2 separate regions of the Mus musculus genome follow, and region 2 is linked to region 1. Evidence: chromatin contacts called from public HiChIP or PLAC-seq data. All regions are on one chromosome and are shown on one strand. Each heading gives the region's core, a stretch centred on a gene start, on an enhancer-like site or on the middle of the called end of the contact. The rest is flanking DNA. Distances are from core to core; before and after follow the strand shown. Region 1 overlaps Rell1 (RELT-like 1). Region 2 overlaps Pgm2 (phosphoglucomutase 2).

Region 1 (6,168 bases), core at 2,240-4,739:
AAAACCTTTTCGTGATCCTTCTTCTTGTTTCTCCAGAGGGTTGAAGGTAATAAGGAAAGATAGGAGAACGTGGGGGCAGAGATACATGCACTCCTGTAGTGTCATGCAAAGCAAGGGGATGCTGGACAGTCCTGCGCCTTTTCTGTTTAATTTATAAATGCGTGTTCAGCCCAGGAATTCAAAAACGTGTGGCATCGGGAAGGTGGGGCTGAAGGATTAAAGCTAGACTCTTTGCACTGTGTGAGGGTGCTTAAACTTTCTGGAAGGTATTCGGCGAGGCCTTAGGCTCTCAGATAAATGTCTAGTTGACTTGTTGCAGGTGATGGATCGTAACGCCGCTCTGTCCTCTTTCTCTCTTAGAGTTGAATGACAGTATAAATGAGAACAGTGACACGGTCGGCCAGATTGTCCAGTACATTATGAAAAATGAAGGTAAGGATATCTTCGTGCTTTGGGGCATCTCAGTGTTATTTAAAAATCTCCTTAGAGTCAGAATTTGAATGGCTTCGCAGGGCTTTTACCTGAACTCTGTAACTCCTCAGCTTTTAGCACTGTCACAACAGGAGAGGTTGCCTTGGTGGTGTTTGGTGGCTTCAGCACAGCAAAGGGCCAGGAAGGTCGATAGCTTCTAGGCTGTGTATCACGTGACTTTATAAAGCCTCAGCTTCCTCCTATGGAGTGAGAGTTACATTACACAACTGTGTAGGGTAGCACAAGCGATGTGCTGGGAGTCATAAGGACTCACATCTTAGCTGGTTCTTGTGTTTCACATTTAAGGACATGAGTTTGAACTGGGAAGAAATTGAGGCATCCTGGTAAGAACTGGGGAGTGACGGCCAGGGCCCACGTGCCTGTAACACCAGCCAATGGGTGAACTGCAGGTTCAGTGAGAGAGCCTGTCTCCAAATAGGAGGAGAGTGATTGAGGAAGATGCCCACATGGACCTCTGCCCTCTGTGTGCACGCATATGAATATTCTCTCACGCATCACACACACACACACACACACACTTACTTTTGCCAGTTTAACCGCTTGGCCATTTGGAAGGGGGGAGTTGGGTAGCATCCGTGTCCTTTCTAAGAGCTACACCAGTGTCAGCGTATTCCAGAACTTCCTCGGCACCCCACTCTGAAAGATAGCTGCTTCTCTCCCTGTTCCTTCCTCCCCAAACCACCTGCAAAGGTGCTTTGCTTTCTGCCTCTATGTTTGTATCTTCTAGGCTATCCAGTATTAAATGTGGATAGAGCTTAAGCATTAGGGCTTAAGTATCTTTTTTTTTTTTATATATAGTTTCTTTTTTGAGATAGGGTCTCATGTGGTCCAGCCTGGCTTTGAACTCGGTATATAGCCAAGGATGGTCCTGAACCTCTGGTCCACCTCCCCTTATCTCCTAAATGTTGGGATTATAGGCATGCGCCACTATGCTCAGCCTATGAAATGTATTTTAAGGCAACTTTTTAAGAGAAGGATCCAATTGTTACTAAATGAATTAGGGTCTTTGTTCTGGAGGCTGAGGGTTGTCTTAATAGGATGATGTTTTCTGTTGCTATAACTGAGTACCCCAAGCTTGACGAGCTATAAAGAACAGAAGTTTATTTAGCTCATGGTTCTAGAGGCTGACAAGTCGACGTGTGGGGCCAGCATCTGCTTGGCACCTGGAGAGGGCCTTCACTGCTACGTTCTGAGCTGGAAACGTGACGAGACAGAGCAGTCATGTCAGAAAGAATCTGCTTTTATGAAAAAAACCACTCTCTCAGTAATCCACGAATCTAAGAATCCATGAGCAGGCCAGTGACCCAGTCACCCCAAGGCGACTCCAAATGCCAACAGAATGACTTTGGGGAGTAATGTTTCTGACACGTGAGTGAATTTTAGGACACACCCAAACCAGAACAGAAACTTGGTTCTTCGTGCTTTATCAGGTCTGTGGTACTCCTTACCCCATCTGCTGAAGTGCTACAGTGTCCACTTCTGTTGGCAGATGCCACCGTCCCATCACCAGCCTCTCTCTGGGACCTTGGTCCCCACACCGCTCAGCGAGAGCATCCACCTGGCCCCAGACTGAGAGCTGCACCTGTTTCCCAGCTGTGCTTTGTGTCCTTAGAACCAGCTTTATGAGAAACTGGTGTTCTACTCAGCTTGGAAGTGAAGGAAGGGAGACGCCAAGGGCTTTAGGTCCACGCGCTTCAAGCCTTCTGTCTAGTTCTAAACATTGTCCTGCTTTCAGCTTTGCAATGATATTTCTCTCTTTCAGTTTTGATAGTTTGCAAAAAAAAAATGAATGAATAAATAAACTTAGTAGAATGGTTTTTAGATAAGAACAAAAAGACAAGAACACTTGGGCGTGGGCCTGTTTTTCAGAGATTTCCCATCAGGGCATGGGATTGGCAGTACTGAATCCCAGCACACTAGTTACAACCTAGAGTGTTTTCAGGTTGACTCTGAGGCTAAAATTCGCCACTGTATGCAACAAGCACCTCGTTACCCCACCTTGTATTCCATAGTTCGCGCAACCTCAAACTTGATTTCAATTTAGACTTCACTGTTATTTTCCCAAACTGGCACTCTATATTTACAAATTATAACTGCACTCTGAACTTTTTAAAAGGAATTAAAAAGGAATAAGATGAAGCACACGCTCTCTATTAACATCTTCCTAGGCTCTCTGTTAACCCACAACATTTAGTTTTAATCATTTGTGTTATTGACATACAAGCAGTCTCCTGCATTGTGTTTTTAACTTGCCAGATGGGTAATTTAATTTGTCAGATGTAGTCATGATTTTTTTTAATGAAGTGAACATTGAGGTTTATTAGAATTTTAATATAGATTTAAGCCAGAAGGGGGACAACAGAATCAGACTGAAGGACAGGACAGTGGTACACACTTAGAATGACAAGCTGGCTTCCCAAGGTGACGTTCTTGCTTTGGGTTGAAGTATGTGCCTTTCCTTTTCTAAATCAATTTTAGCTTAGGTCGCTGTCCTTTGGGGTTTGGAGACAGTAGCTGATCTGCTGGGCAGGCACGTTTTGTGGCGGTGTGCTGTCTCACTGAGTATTTCTGAAAGATGTATTCCCGTGGGGGCTGGGAATCAGAGGACCTCTCTGCAAGAGCAGCATGCGCTCTAACCACTGAGCCATCTCTCTAGCCCGTGCTGTGCTTCCAATATAGGATGTGTGCAGATTTCCAACCCAAGCAGTTCTTCACGTCTGACGCCAGCTCCATGCGTGTCTAATTCACTTCTGACTCTGCCAGGGAGTTAGTGTGGTCTACCGCAGGCAAAGGGCTCAGCTTCACAAGGCTGGCCGGCTTTGCCTGGCCCCTCTGTTCCTCTAACGTGCACACTGAGAATCTGAGAATCCCCCAGTCCCTTCCTCGGGTTTGCTAGAATGGCTCCCAGAAGGCCGGGATATGCTATTACATTCAGTGCTTTGTTAAAGGGGAACACCTAGAGGCGGGGAGCCAGGCATTGGGTTAGTGCCAGAGTTGTTATCCTCTAATCACACTGGGCGGGCCTTTCTGATTACTGGCTCCGCCCTGACTCACCTTGTTATCCTAGACTGAGTTTTACCAAGTGGCTCATTATGAATGACAAAAGACACTCCTATCTGACTCCGGAAGTTTCACTAGGGAAATTCTTCGGGTTTTTCAGAGCTCTTTTACACACCCACACACTTTTCTTCTTAATCCGGAGACCTGGAACTACCCCAGTGCTATCCCGAGTTTACCTTTCTCTACAGAGCCAAACTGAGGAGTGTTTGTGTGGTCAGTGGGGGTTTCCTAGCATTGTGTAGGAGTTTGGAGAGCATCAAGGATAGTAAATAATTTCTCATTTTACTTAACGGGCACTCGTCATAATATATAGGGAATTGTTTTCTCAGGTAAGTTTATACAGTTTTCTTTTGAATGCTTATCACTATAAAAGTCTGTTACAGCCAGCATGACCTCATTCCCTTTGTTGTTGTTTCCTCTCTGGTCACATTTGGTAAACTATGGGGACGTACACACTGGCCATTTCCTGTGTATTTTACAGAAATCGCATGTGAGACTATACTTCTTTATTAGTTCATCTTCTGTTAATTCATAATGGAATATACAGAGCTAGTGCTTTTTAAAAGCAGAGTAGTTTGCTGTAGCTCACAGTTTGGAGGATGGAGGTCCAAGATCAGGTAGCCTCATTGATTTGGACTCTGGAGTGAGGGTCCACCTGGTTGGGTCACATCTTAGTGGATAACAACATGTCGGGAGCATGGGGGAAAGGCAAAGAACACATGGTGACCAGGAAGCCAGAGAGAGTGGCTCTCTCCTTGTGGAGGCTAAGACTCAAATGCAGGGACTCCTGCGTACGCTCTGCTGCTGAGCTATAGCCCCAGTCCTCTCACTTTTATACCAACCCTTTCCTGGGAATGAAGGCTGAGAGAGAGTATCCCAAGAGCTGTCTGACTTCTGAGGCCGTGTTCCAGTAACCTCATCACCTTCCCTGGATTCAGAAGGTTGGACCATTTCTCATAGCTCCTCCTCCCATGAGGCCAGTTTGCTGCCATCCAGTACCAGACTTGAGGGAGAGTGGCATCAAAAGGGTGCCAAGCCAAGCATAGCGATGACAGCACGGACAGAAGTGGTAATGGGGGTTTTAACACAGGAATCTTTGGGGCACCAAAGCACATGGAAATCAAAGCAACATACCAACCTATTATCTGAAAGAAAATTCTTTTCCTGAATCCCCAATATCAGTCAAACATGAAAGTGACATGTATCACAAGATTATGAAGTGTGTCAGAGTCAATGTGTCATTTTTTGTTGTATGGGGGGGATATTATAGATCTAATTCAGGGCTTTTTTTTTTTTTCCCCTTAAATAACAAAAACATTTGGTTTTATAATAAAAACTCATGTTTGGCAGTTCATTTGGACACCCTCACCATTGTGAAGGGCAAAAAAAAAAAAAAAGGTAGTTTTTTAAGGAAAGCGATGACATGTGTAAATATTTCTTAGAAATACTGCCCCCACCCCCTTGGATTCCTAAAAGCTGCATTGTGGTGCTGTGATCCCCAAGGTAGCGGAGACTGGAGATCATGGGGGAGCCCAAAACAAAATAAGACAAATCAAAATGACAACAAACTCACTCTCTTTTATATGTAAGGCAACAGATAGGCCATAGGCCATAAGTGGATCTAAGTCTTTGGTATTGTATTTTCATGGGAGGATGGGTAGGGGAAAAAGTGGGAGAGGCAAAAAGGAAGTCAGGCTGTGAAGCACACAGCACGTGGGCCCTTGCCTCTCAACTCTCCCAGCAGCAGAGTTAGAACTCTGAGTTAAATGTCCTTCTCAGGGGATGTCATGTGATGTAAACTGCTACAAGCTACCTATCATTGGCTCACGTGGTAAATCAGTAATCCTTTTATTCTTTCTTCTCTGGAGAATTTATTGTGGTTAGTCATGGGATGGGAACGGTGCTTTAAAAATGAATGGAAAAGGTTAGGAGTTGGTAATAGCATTTGGCCTTGACAATTAAATAGCCAAAAGAAACTTGACTTTCACTGCAGCCTTTGACTGGCTACTCTGAGAAGTCAGGACGTAGGGTGTGGGTGTGGGTGTGGGTGTGGGTGTGGGTGTGGGTGTGGGTCAAGCCTAAGAAGCTTGGGTTCTGTGTGTTGACAGCTCACATCCACAAGGTTTTAAAACATGAACACTGTAATTCTAAGTTAAGCCCGCCTATGTCAGATAAATTTGGAGTGTTTGTCCCAACTTAGGGGCTTCTGCAGTCCTAGATCAGAGTAACAGCATTGGCCACCTGGGAAGTAAACCTTCTCCGACCTTCCTCATCTGGGCCTCTGGGGACTGAGGAGGAGCGCGGTGTCTCACGGACAGCTTTTCTAACATGGCTCTGATTGCTCACTTAGTTCTTTTTCTTTCTCAGCGAATGCAGATATCTTGAAAGCTATGGTAGCTGATAACAGCGTGGGCGATATTGAAAGGTGAGTGCCTCTCTCCCAGTGGATGGAGACAGTTTTCATTTGCTTGTTCAGATTGATTCCCTTGGTACTGTGTCCAGCCGGAGCTGGCCTCTAGCCTTGGGTACTATTGGCATTTGGGGTCAGGCAAGTCTTCGCTGAGAGTAATGGCTAGCACAAGATGGACTATTGAGCAGAGTCCCTCATCTCTGCTC
Region 2 (6,168 bases), core at 1,786-4,285, 180 kb before region 1:
TTAGGGTAAAATGTTCTGTAGATATCTGTCAGATCCATTTGTTTCATCACTTCTGTTAGTTTCAGTGTGTCCCTGTTTAGTTTCTGTTTCCATGATCTGTCCATTGGTGAAAGTGGTGTGTTGAAGTCTCCCACTATTATTGTGTGAGGCGCAATGTGTGCTTTGAGCTTTACTAAAGTTTCTTTAGTGAATGTGGCTGCTCTTGTATTTGGAGCATAGATATTCAGAATTGAGAGTTCCTCTTGGAGGATTTTACCTTTGATGAGAATGAAGTGTCCCTCCTTGTCTTTTTTGATGACTTTGGGTTGGAAGTCAATCTTATCAGATATTAGGATGGCTACTCCTGCTTGTTTCTTCATACCATTTGCTTGGAAAATTGTTTTCCAGCCTTTCATTCTGAGGTAGTGTCTATCTTTTTCTCTGAGATGAGTTTCCTGTAAGCAGCAAAATGTTGGGTCTTGTTTGTGTAGCCAGTTTGTTAGTCTATGTCTTTTTATTGGCGAGTTGAGACCATTGATGTTAAGAGATATTAAGGAAAAGTAATTGTTGCTTCCTGTTATTTTAGTTGTTAAAGGTGGCATTCTGTTCTTGTGGCTGTCTTCTTTTAGGTTTGTTGAGGGATTACCTTCTTGTTTTTTCTAGGGCGTTGTTCCCGTTCTTGTATTGGTTTTTTTCTGTTATTATCCTTTGAAGGGCTGGATTCGTGGAGAGATAATGCGTGAATTTGGTTTTGTCGTGGAATACTTTGGTTTCTCCCTCTATGATAATTGAGAGTTTGGCTGGGTATAGTAGCCTGGGCTGCAGTTTGTGTTCTCTTAGTGTCTGTATAACATCTGTCCAGGCTCTTCTGGCTTTCATAGTCTCTGGTGAAAAATCTGGTGTAATTCTGATAGGCTTGCCTTTATATGTTACTTGACCTTTTTCCCTTACTGCTTTTAGTATTCTATCTTTATTTAGTGCATTTGATGTTCTGATTATTATGTGTCGGGAGGAATTTCTTTTCTGGTCCAGTCTATTTGGAGTTCTGTAGGCTTCTTGTATGTTCATATGCATCTCATTCTTTAGATTTGGGAAGTTTTCTTCAATAATTTTGTTGAAGATGTTTGCTGGACCTTTGAGTTGAAAATCTTCATTCTCATCCACTCCTATTATCCGTACGTTTGGTCTTCTTATTGTGTCCTGGATTTCCTGGATATTTTGAGTTAGGATCTTTTTGCATTTTCCATTTTCTTTGATTGTTGTGCCGATGTTCTCTATGGAATCTTCTGCACCTGAGATTCTCTCTTCCATCTCTTGTATTCTGTTGCTGATGCTCAAATCTATGGTTCCAGATTTCTTTCCTAGGGTTTCTATCTCTAGTGTTGCCTCGCTTTGAGTTTTCTTTATTGTGTCTACTTCCCTTTTTAGGTCTAGTATGGTTTTGTTCATTTCCATCACCTGTTTGTATGTTTTTTCCTCTTTTTCTGTAAGGACTTCTACCTGTTTGATTGTGTTTTCCTGTTTTTCTTTAAGGACTTGTAACTCTTTAGCAGTGTTCTCCTGTATTTCTTTAAGTGATTTATTAAAGTCCTTCTTGATGTCCTCTACCATCATCATGAGATATGCTTTTAAATCTAGGTCTAGGTTCTCAGGTGTGTTGGGGTTCCCTGGACTGGGCGAAGTGGGTGTGCTGGGTTCTGGTGATGGTGAGTGGTCTTGGTTCCTGTTAGTAAGATTCCTCCGTTTACCTTTCGCCATCTGGTAATCTCTGGAGTTAGTAGTTATAGTTGACTCTGTTTAGAGATTGTTCTTCTGGTGATTCTGTTACCGTCTATCAGCAGACCTGGGAGACAGATTCTCTCCTCTGAGTTTCAGTGCTCAGAGCACTCTCTGCTGGCAAGCTCTCTTACAGGGAAGGTGCACAGATATCTTGTATTTGGACCTCCTCCTGGCCGAAGAAGAAGGCCCAAAACAGGACCTTTCTCAGACACTGTGTTGCTTTGGCAGTTCCCAGGTGGTACAGACTCTCACCTAAGCAGACTAAATTCCTAAGTTCCTTGGAGTCCCGGGACCAAGATGGCGACCGCTGCTGCTGTGGCTTAGGTTGCCTCCCCAGCCGGGCGGGCACCTGTCCTCTGGTCCGGAAGGTGGCCGGCTGTCCCCGGCCCACACAGGGTGCTGCCTCAGCGCCTCTGTGCTTCTGCCTGTTCCAGAAGCTGTCAGGTTCTCTGGCGCACCCTCTCACCTGTTCAGACTAATTTCCTAAGTTCGGCGGGTCCCGGACCAAGATGGCGACCGCTGCTGCTGTGGCTTAGGCCGCCTCCCCAGCCGGGTGGGCACCTGTCCTCTGGTCCGGAAGGTGGCCGGCTGTCCCCGGCCCACGCAGGGTGCTGCCTCAGCGCCTCTGTGCTTCCGCCTGTTCCAGAAGCTGTCAGGTTCTCTGGCGCACCCTCTCACCTGTTCAGACTAATTTCCTAAGTTCGGCGGGTCCCGGACCAAGATGGCGACCGCTGCTGCTGTGGCTTAGGCCGCCTCCCCAGCCGGGCGGGCACCTGTCCTCCGGTCCGGAAGGTGGCCGGCTGTCCCCGGCCCACACAGGGTGCTGCCTCAGCCCCTCTGTGCTTCTGCCTGTTCCAGAGGCTGTCAGGTTCTCTGGCGCACCCTCTCACCTGTTCAGACTAATTTCCTAAGTCCCTTCCCTAATCCTAAATGACTTATCTTGAAATCTAAAGTGTGATATTGCTGAGTGATATTTTTAAGACAAGGACACACTGTATGGCTATGCAAACCCCTGGTTAGGAATCAATCCTTATCTCTTCAGTTTAAATTCAGTGGGTCATGTTATAGGCATGGATATTGAAGTCTTTCACAATCAGGCAGCGTGTCTCTCTCTAATCAGGCCAAAAATCTTTGTAAAATAAATAATACCAGAAGCTGCTGAGTTCTCAATGCAATTCTGATTCAGGAAAGGGGGAGAAAAGCTGCTTTGAGGACCTGGGACAAATCTGAATTCATGTTGACCAGGCTAAGCTCACAAATAGTTATTCAAATGCTAATTTGGGCATTTCAGTGAAAGCAGTTTACTTTAAATGAAGGCAATTATCCTTGGTGGCCTGGGTAGATAACATTCAAAAGAGAATGTTTCCTGAAGAATTTAACTTTCAGTTTAAATTCAGTTTAACTGCACTCAGGAGGCAGAGGCAGGTGGATCTCTTGTGAGTTTAAGGCTAGCCTGGTCTATAGAGTGGATCCAGGATAGCCAGGGCTCTGTTACACAGAGAAATCTTGTCTTGAGAAAAAAAGAAAAAAGGAAAAAGGAAAAAGAAAAGAAAAAAAAAATCAACGAGAGACATACTGTAAGATACCAGCAAAGGTAGAGGCTATGTTGGGGTCTGCACTGTTTCATGGTCTGGTTTTGTGAATCAAGTTTAACTGGGGCACAGGCTATGTTCATTCATTGATACATATATGGTTGTTTCTACATTTATTTTTTCTTTCTTTCTTTCGGCCTTGATTAAAGAGGCCTATGCCACCACATCCTGTTTCTACACTTCAACAGGAGTAGCTACAACAGCCCTATAGGACCTGCGAACACCAAGACATTATCTGTCTTGTATTTACCATCTTGTGGCCTGGGTAAGGACCTTGAGGGCTCAGTGAATTATCATTTTAGCATTTCTATGTCTGAAAGTTTTTAAAAGTAAAAAGTTGGGAAAGACATCTTTTCTAACAAAAATACTTCTTAGATAGTACCACTTAGACTTGAAAGGCTATTGATTCTGATTCACAGGTTAGATAACTCTATTAATAAATGAAATGTACAATATGAAGTCTATTAATAGTAATCTTACCTTAAGCTGTGGTTTTTATTGTCATTGCATGTTAATAGGTTGGTGTCCCCATGATATCACCACAGTTTCTAACTAGGCTACAATTGGGAATTTTCACTTAACACTTGAACAGAACCAGGAAGTCTCAGGGATGAGAGTCATAGCAGCGATGTCATACCTGTTGCCAGGGGGAGCACACAACTCTGCGTAGTACTTGATTTTGGGCTCAGTCCCACTGGTCCGCATGGTGGCCACACCTCCATTAGCAAAGGTGAAGGTGATCATTTGGCTGCTCTTACTGGTAGGAAGAACCTAGGGATTAATTTGTACAGGTCACACATTTAAACAGCAACAACCCTTTCTGACCTAGTGAATTACTGTCCCACATAAGCAAGAAAACGAATAACCAGACGAGGATATGGGCCACAGAAGAACATCCCTGGGAAAATGAGAAGACTCAATCCCAGTAATTTGTGAACATTAAGTAACTTCACAGTGTAGCTTTCTACTTCTACATATCTATTAAAGTTATCAAAGTTTTGTTCAAATTAAAATATGGTATTTCATAAGAAACTGAGACAATAATGTACTACAAAAAATTAGATCATTCCTCAGTGTTGTAAATGCAAACTTTGGCCAAAAAAACAGTTCCTAAGGAGATTTTTTTTTTCCTGGTACAAAATTTCAATATTGTGGTGGTTTGAATACGCTTGGCCCAGGGAGTGGCACTATTAGGAAGTGTGACCTTGTTGGAGAAAGTGTGTCAGTGTAGGGTGGGCTTTGAAACCCTCCTCCAAGCTGCCTGAGGATAGTCTTCCCCTATCTGCCTTCGGAACACGATGTAGAACTTTTGGCTCCTCCAGCTTCATGTCTGCCTGGATGCTGCCATTTTTCCTGCCTTGATGATAATGGACTGAACCTCAGAAGCTGTAAGCCAGCTCCAGCTAAATATTGTCCTTTATAAAAGTTGCCTCGGTCACGGTATCTCTTCACAGCAATGGAAACCCTAACTAAGGCATATATTTAAAGTTGCTAATTTCAGGATGTCACTAACGTTACTGTAAACATGCTTTCCCTGGTATAAACACAAGGGCAAAGAGGGAGAGAGGCCACAGCACTTGATGGAGAGGTTACCAGATCATGAAAGCCAGAAAGTAGACCTGATTGTGGGTTCCCAGTATGTCTGGGAGGGTCAGAAACAAGAAACCGAGCCACTGTACTCTGCAGACGCCCATCTGGCCTCAAGAACTAGAAGCATTAGGTATGCTAAGGCTCAGTGTGAGGCAGGGGTGAAACAGTGACAAGGTTGTAAAGAAGCTACCAGATGTTCCAGAGAAGGCAGCCTTTCTCTGCCTGCCAGGGGTGCTTACATTCCCTAGATCTTGAATGAGAACAGCTCAGAAACTAGGATCGCCAGTCATCATGGAGGGTATGCTATGGTGGATATACTTGACCTCCCAGACCACCTGCCTCTAACCACGCCCCTACCTACGCCCCCTAGCCACGCCTCTAGGGCTTCGATAGGCCACTTTATATTCCTTAGGAAAGCAGATGGACCAGCCTAAGGTCCAAAACCAAGGAATTGTTGTTGGCTTGCTACTCAAGATCCCTGGAGTGAACTAGGTCATTTGTCATATACACACACAGAATACTGGGGGACCCTAGAGAAAGACAGCGGGTAAATAACAAAGCCAAAACAAGTAGAAAAAAAAAACTCCTCAACAACAAAAACAGAACTCAGGGGAAATAAAGGCTACATGGATAAAAAAATATTTTTAGTTCAAAAAAAATATTTAAAAAAGTACAGTATACACACACACACACACACGGGGAGGGGGGGGGGGAACCATCAATAGGATGCCATTCTGAAAAGAAAAATTGGGAATAAGAATTGAAATTAACAGTCAACAGGAACACCAAAAGTTAAAATTAGAAAAACTCCTCAAAAGAGGAAGAATAGGAAAAGAAGATAGAAATTAAGAAGAAAGGCCACCAGCCCCGGAGAGCAAGCGTCTACCTAAGGACTCTTCGAGAAAACAGTCAACAATCTCCCTTTCTTGACATCTCACCAAGAAAACTGAGACCTAAAGGAAACCCAGAGCAGAGGCCCAGCATGATGAGTGGATTAGGCTAACACGTGCCTACTGGAAGAGCGACACAGCACACTCCGGGCTTGTCTCCAAGGGCATTTCCTGATAAACCCAGGCCATGTGGACTCTGACCTAATCAATGGCTTAATGCATTGATAATGCATTCTTTACTTAGTAGAGTCCTGAGGTGTAGAACTGTGGAAGGTGTGGGCTATTGGAGGAAGTGGGTCTCTGGGAACCTGTCTTTGAGGTATATATATAGAACTTGG

What was found. HiChIP or PLAC-seq counts read pairs in DNA pulled down with a chosen protein or histone mark.
Region 2: a contact with region 1 is called in an H3K27ac HiChIP or PLAC-seq map of embryonic stem cells, with 6 read pairs. The contact joins two enhancer-like sites. A contact is called at or near these places in 7 of 39 promoter capture datasets (the C10 cell line, the HPC-7 cell line, cranial neural crest and 4 more), 4 of 115 datasets of contacts at active chromatin or transcription factors (embryonic stem cells, pancreatic cancer cells and stem cell-derived neural progenitor cells) and 3 of 9 other capture datasets (adipose tissue, liver and pancreatic islet).

What each region holds. Positions count from the first base shown.
Region 1 is chr5:63,930,287-63,936,454 of GRCm38.p6, reverse strand. It overlaps Rell1 (RELT-like 1), which reads left to right. Exons shown (of 7, transcript NM_145923.4): 3 at 361-432; 4 at 5,920-5,977. Among named protein-coding and RNA genes, the nearest start is that of Rell1, 36 kb to the left of the region's middle. Within about 2 kb of position 3,489, at least 51 of the 459 cell types and tissues checked have an H3K27ac peak or open chromatin away from gene starts, as enhancers often do. A contact at or near this core is called in embryonic stem cells, where this site is marked.
Region 2 is chr5:64,114,253-64,120,420 of GRCm38.p6, reverse strand. It overlaps Pgm2 (phosphoglucomutase 2), which reads right to left. Exons shown (of 14, transcript NM_025700.3): 13 at 3,988-4,121. Among named protein-coding and RNA genes, the nearest start is that of Pgm2, 24 kb to the right of the region's middle. Within about 2 kb of position 3,035, at least 5 of the 459 cell types and tissues checked have an H3K27ac peak or open chromatin away from gene starts, as enhancers often do. A contact at or near this core is called in embryonic stem cells, where this site is marked.